Linked DNA regions of Zea mays: region 2 is linked to region 1. A link is a contact called in public Hi-C data. All regions are on one chromosome and are shown on one strand. Each heading gives the region's core, a stretch centred on a gene start, on an enhancer-like site or on the middle of the called end of the contact. The rest is flanking DNA. Distances are from core to core; before and after follow the strand shown.

Region 1 (2,944 bases), core at 255-2,754:
GCATTTACCTCATTAAAATATCTGATCATTTACCCCTACTTGGATGATGACTTGTGATTACGAAATATTTTATCCCGGTAAGGCAACCCTTTCAATTTCCCTTTATGCCAAATGCTGAAGTAGCTTTCATGTAAGTAATCTCATAAAAGTAGGAAGGAGCATCTGTAATCTGTAATGCTAGCTACGCACTTCACAATGGAAATATTCTCTCTGCACCCAACCGCCCCAAATGTTTAGCATGCTCCTAATAGGCTATTGCAGTTAGTCTCATGTCAAAACTTTATCATGCTGCTGGTAGTGAGTTTGAGGATTCGTCTGCTATAACAAACCAGTTTGATGTTTCACTTGTTCTGATAGGATCTAACAGCACCAAAATTAATAGTTTCTCCACCAAACAAAGAGTTCTGTAGAAATCATATTCATCCCCAACCATGAAACGAGGAACTAGGAGAGGCAGGTTACCTTGATAAAGGGGTCAGTAGAATCGTCCAACACTTGAATTACTATCCTGTCCTTTGGCCACTGCAGCTCACATGCTGCCGCTATTGACAGCTTGTACACCTAAGAGCCCATACCACACATGGAAAATCGCACCGCATCAAAATAATATTTTTAATCTCACAAAGCAACAGGAGGAAGGACAATTCATCAAATAATCAATGGATGGATAGTTAACATATTCCGATACGATTTTAATGACTTTTTTTTGTGGTGGTCTGTTCTCACCTCCAGCTCGTTGTACATGGGTATCTGAACCAGGACCATAGGGAAGTGGGCGGTCCCCTTCTCCTCGTCGGCGCTGTCGAGGGGCTTCCACTTGAACCTCCACTCAGGCCTCCACCCAATGGCCTTGACGCCGAGGCTGATGACGCTGTTGTACACGGCCTCCACCACCAGCATCACCGACATCACCATGCACGCCCACACCGCCACCTGCAGCACCGGCGCGATCACCCCGGCCCGCACCGCCACCCACGCCCCGTCCACGTCCGCCGCTGCCGAGGACGTGCCGTCGAGGATGCCGATGAGCCAGGACACCGCCGCCTGGAAGTCGAACGGCGCCCCCGCTGCGGAACGAAGCAGGACAAAACCAGCGGGCGGCGGGCGCAGCCGCGCAGGGCAGGTCAAATCACGTGCGCTGTAGCGCGGCCGTCCGAGCGAGAGGGGTGGGGGAGAGAGAAATATGACGGATGGGAGCATCGAATGCGTGTACCGGTGAGCGGGCGGCTGAAGTCGACCGCGCCGACGGACACGGCGGCCGCGACGGCGGCGGCGGCGGCGAGGATGAAGACAAGGGCCCCGCCGATTTCCCCGGCCTCCATTGGGTGGTGGTGTGGTGGTTGCGGCCGCTGACGGAAAGGGGTGGGGCGGAGTCGCGGACGGAGCCGAGCCCGAGCACGAGTGCGCGATGCGCTCGATGCCACTGGTGCTTTTCTTAAGTCCACGCCATTCTTGCACTCCTTTCCCTTTTTTTTGTTTCAACAACATATATATGGTTTATTGCATATATAGATTATTGATGGTGGCGTGTATGTGTTTAATATTAGAGCAATTATAATAATATGACGTAGGTGGATTGCAAGAGATGTCACATCAAATTTGTGGTTACGTGAGAGAAAGAAAATAATGAAAGCACACTGCATCATCAGTCAGCTAAAGTAGGTTACTCATGAACTCCATGATAGTTTGTGATAAAAAGAGTGAGCTAAATATTAAATGTACAGCTTATATCATAGAAGAGTTGTTATATGGCTTAGATTTTTAGTTGGCTATATATGAAATGGTGACATCATAAAGCTCGTTGTGGGCTATATTATTAACCTTGCTCTTAAGATTTAATTGTTTGTTGTGTGATATCAACTTTCTTGGTGGCGTTGTTGTGCTTTAGCATAGCCACATAGGACATTTAAGATTAAGAGGGAGAGAGTCATTATAATTATATAATACGTTGAAAACTTAGCAATAATCTTATCTGAAGCATATTGGAATCTCAGATGTAGGAAATTTAAGATTAATAGGGAGAGAGACAATGTGATATGTTTAATAGTTAACAAGAATCTTATGTGATGATGTGAAGCATAGTAGAATCTCACATGAAGGGTATATGAGTAAACGAGGCTAGGAGTCATTCGTCAAGCACTCATTCATTCATGTTAGAGTTCTCTTCAACTCGAATTTAGGTATATATGTTTTCTTGTTAATTAGTAAAAAAACATTAAGTTTCTCATGAGTCGGTCCAACTATATGAAAAGACCCTACCTGCTTTGAGTTTGGATGTTCTACCGCAACCTCGAGTCTAGAATAGATTACAAATTCGTAATATTGAAAGATAAAGGGCACTTTGTCTAATCTTTTAGAAGCGTGTGTAGCATAAACGCTCCCATTCAAACAAAGAACATCGTATGATTGATTTAAATTATATTTTGATGGCTTAAGTTCCAACTTATGGACTATAGGTCATTCACAAAACTGGGAGCATTATGTGTTGTCACCTCACATGTGCTATTGCTGAACTATTTGTTGTTGCAACATACGAGTATAAGAGTAAATTAGTACATACATGAACAAAAACATGACATGTTTGATTCGCTGCTAACATTGCTACATTAGAGTACTAAACAAATAGGAGATATCATAAAAAGTATGGCAATCAAAATCGAAGCTGCACATATGATAAAATTTGGCGAAAAAAATAAGTCTATAACATATATGATACAATGGTAGAAAATTATTATGACACGCCACAACCACATGTAAAATAACCAAACACAGCCTCGTAGTTCTCCAGCAGGGTATTGTTAATTCTGGGGGTTGATGTCCCTATGACCTTATGTGTGTACCTAGCATTTCTACTTTTGACGTAGCAGCCTCGTTATGACTGGCTGGAGTACCTCGCATGGTGCCGTGTGGGGCTGTGGGCAGATCCAACGTGCAAAGGCCGACG
Region 2 (2,944 bases), core at 306-2,805, 280 kb before region 1:
CCACGGACGCGCCGGCCGCCACGGACGCGCCGGCCGCGACGGACGGCCGCCACGAATGCGCTGGCCTCGCCCCGAGCCGTAGAAACGCAGATCCAGGCGGAGGCCCCCAGGTCCGCCAACTCCAACGGCTCGGCGAGCGGCCCGCCGTGGTGTCCTGCTGTGCAGAGGCGGAGGCCCCCAGGTCCGCCAACTACAACGGCTCGGCGAGCGGCCCGCCGTGGTGTCCTGCTGCGCCTCGAGAACCGCGCCTGGTGTCCTGGCTGTTGTCCTGCTGGTCGTGCTGACGAGCGGACGGAGCCGTCCCCTCCATCGACGACCGCCACGCTCACCGCAGCGCACGGAGGCCGCAGCGCGGAGCTCGGGAAGCGCGCCACGGACGCGAGAGTCGTCTGTCAATCTATGGACGCGAGCGAGTCCTCTGTTGACTGTTGTTGCGGACGCGAGCATGGGCAGCGCGGCACGCGTCGCTGCGCGAGAGGAGAAGGTCCCGTGAAACGCTGGGAAGCCAGCATTTCCGTGTGTCTTTTAACAAGAACTAATTACCTGTATCCTTTCTTTATAGTCTTATCTACCTCGTTTAGTTTGTTTAGTTTGGCGTGACTAAAGTTTAGTTACTTTTAATCTCTAAAGAAAGTAAATAAATAGTCACTTTTAATCTCTAAAGAAAGCGAACCAGATGACTAAAAGCGACGAGTAAAATATAGTTTTCTAGTCATCAAAAGGGTTTAAAAGTGACTGGGGGCTAGTTTCGGAGCAAATCGGAGGGGATTGAAGATACTAAAATCTCTTTATTCAATTTTGAATAAGAAAAAGATTTTAGCCCCTCGACCTCCTCCAGTATTTTAGCTCCCAAACTAGCACTGAGAACTCAAAATTTTTTCAGGATTAAAGAGAAAATTAGTTCATTTCTATCTCAATCCCGAAGGGGATTCGAGGTTCTCGAAGTAGCCTTAAGGGCTAGTTTGGAAACTGAAATCCCCTTATGCTTCGTTTGGATGTAGGCATTCACGTGGTGGAATTGAATTGATCTAAGAATACCAAATCTGAGGGAAATGGAATTGATATGCAATACCAATGTTGTTGTTTGAATGCGGGTGTAATTGAATTCTGAGCAATACCGAGGTGGGGGGCTTGGTATTGAAGGGGAGGGGGTGCAGGTGTAGTTGAATACCAGGGGAATTGGGATGGATTTCCAGTTCTGAATTCCGTGAGCATCCAAACGCTGAAATTCGGCTTTACCAATTCCAATTCCAAAATCTGGGCCTCAATACCAGCATCCAAACGCAGTATAAAACAAATTTACGATATTAAAATGTAATCAAACACACCTAAGGGCTTGTTTGGGTAATCTTAGATTGGAGTGGATTGAGGTGGTATAAGGTGTATTGAAGTGTAATATGAACTAATTTCCCTTTCAATCTACTTCAATCCCTCTTTATCCAAACAACAAACAAGGCCTAAAGAGTCGGACTTGCCACGCGGTCGGTCGCGGCTTCCTGGGCTAGCAGGCTTCTTCTAGATACGTGGGCTGCGCAACTCCCTCAGGCCCAAGCTTAAGCATAGCTAGGCAGCACGCAGCAGCCCGTCTCGGCTTGCCTCTCCAAACCTCCGCATCCTGGAACCCGCCCCGCCACGCCACCGCCATCTCCCCGCGCCGCCGGCCTAAAACCTAGCCAAGCCATCTCCCCCGCCCGAACCTTCCAACGCCGGCCGCTTCCTATCTCAACCACTCGCCGCTCCGTCTGGTCTTCCTTCACACCGATTACGTGGCGCACCTACTCGTGCTCCTCACCTACGTCTCCAGCGCTTCTGCTCTCCGCCGCCACTTCCGTCGCTCGGTCACCGTTGACTGCTGCTACGGCTAGCTGGGTGTTAACTGAATCGTAGGAATTTAGGAATATAGTTGGCACAGCCCGCCACGGCATGGAGGTCGACGGCGAGGCACAACATTTCCGCCTCTTCTCCAAGAGGGCCAAGCCCAAGCTCAAGCCCGAGGTCCAGCCCCAGCCGGAGCCGGAACCCCCAAGCCGTGACCCCGCCGCCGCCGAAGCCTACCTCGACCCTGCTCCCACAATCGTGACCGAGACCGGCCAGGCCGACGACGCGGCGGACGCTGCCGGCACGGCGCCGGCGACCTTCGCGGACCTTGGCCTATCGCAGTGGCTGGTGGATGCGTGCGAAGCCCTGGGCATGCGGCGCCCCACGGCGGTGCAGCGCCGGTGCATTCCGCGCGCGCTCGCGGGGGCGGACGTGCTCGGGATCGCCGAGACGGGGAGCGGCAAGACGGCCGCGTTCGCGCTGCCCATCCTGCACCGCCTCGGGGAGGACCCCTATGGCGTGGCCGCGCTCGCGCTCGCCCCCACGCGCGAGCTCGCGGCGCAGCTCGCCGAGCAGTTCCGCGCGCTCGGGGCGCCGCTCGGCCTCAGGTGCCTCGCGGCCATCGGAGGATTCGACTCGCTCGCGCAGGCCAAAGGGCTCTCGCGCCGCCCCCACGTCGTCGTCGCCACCCCAGGACGCATTGCGACGCTCGTCAAAAACGATCCTGACCTCGCCAAAGTATTCTCCCGCACAAAGGTAGGCATGCGGTTTCCTTTTAGCATCAACACATACATTATTGTTGCTGTGGATGCCTTTATCACTTCCCTTCTCTTTGCTCAAAATGTATGTTGATGACTGTCGTGTTTTTCTCTCCATTGATAAGGGCATATTACTATTGTAATCTATGTTATACTCCATACGGAACATACACTTCTTTATTCACTTATATTCCTTGTGAATTTTGGAAGTAGAAAATGTAGTTGACATGTTCTATTGAAATGTAATGGTCAGTTGGTCACAGACCTTTGTCTGCCTGTATAGAAGTAAGGCATCCTGTTTTATTTGTTTTGTGGTCAGCAAATTATGCATGCTATTGTTTATGGTAGGTAGATGCCAATTCAGTCTT

The links. Hi-C and Micro-C count contacts between places; a contact is called where the count stands out from the background.
Region 2: a contact with region 1 is called in a Hi-C map of bundle sheath, with 2.2 times the contacts expected there. The contact joins the promoter of LOC103633469 here to the promoter of LOC103633466 in region 1. A contact is called at or near these places in 2 of 25 Hi-C or Micro-C datasets (bundle sheath and tassel).

The regions. Positions count from the first base shown.
Region 1 is chr7:176,762,836-176,765,779 of Zm-B73-REFERENCE-NAM-5.0, reverse strand. It overlaps LOC103633466 (probable glucomannan 4-beta-mannosyltransferase 7), which reads right to left and starts at 1,504. Exons shown (of 10, transcript XM_008655159.4): 1 at 1,214-1,504; 2 at 727-1,067; 3 at 463-561. The coding sequence starts at 1,322.
Region 2 is chr7:177,044,723-177,047,666 of Zm-B73-REFERENCE-NAM-5.0, reverse strand. It overlaps LOC103633469 (DEAD-box ATP-dependent RNA helicase 36), which reads left to right and starts at 1,555. Exons shown (of 6, transcript XM_008655161.3): 1 at 1,555-2,574. The coding sequence starts at 1,924.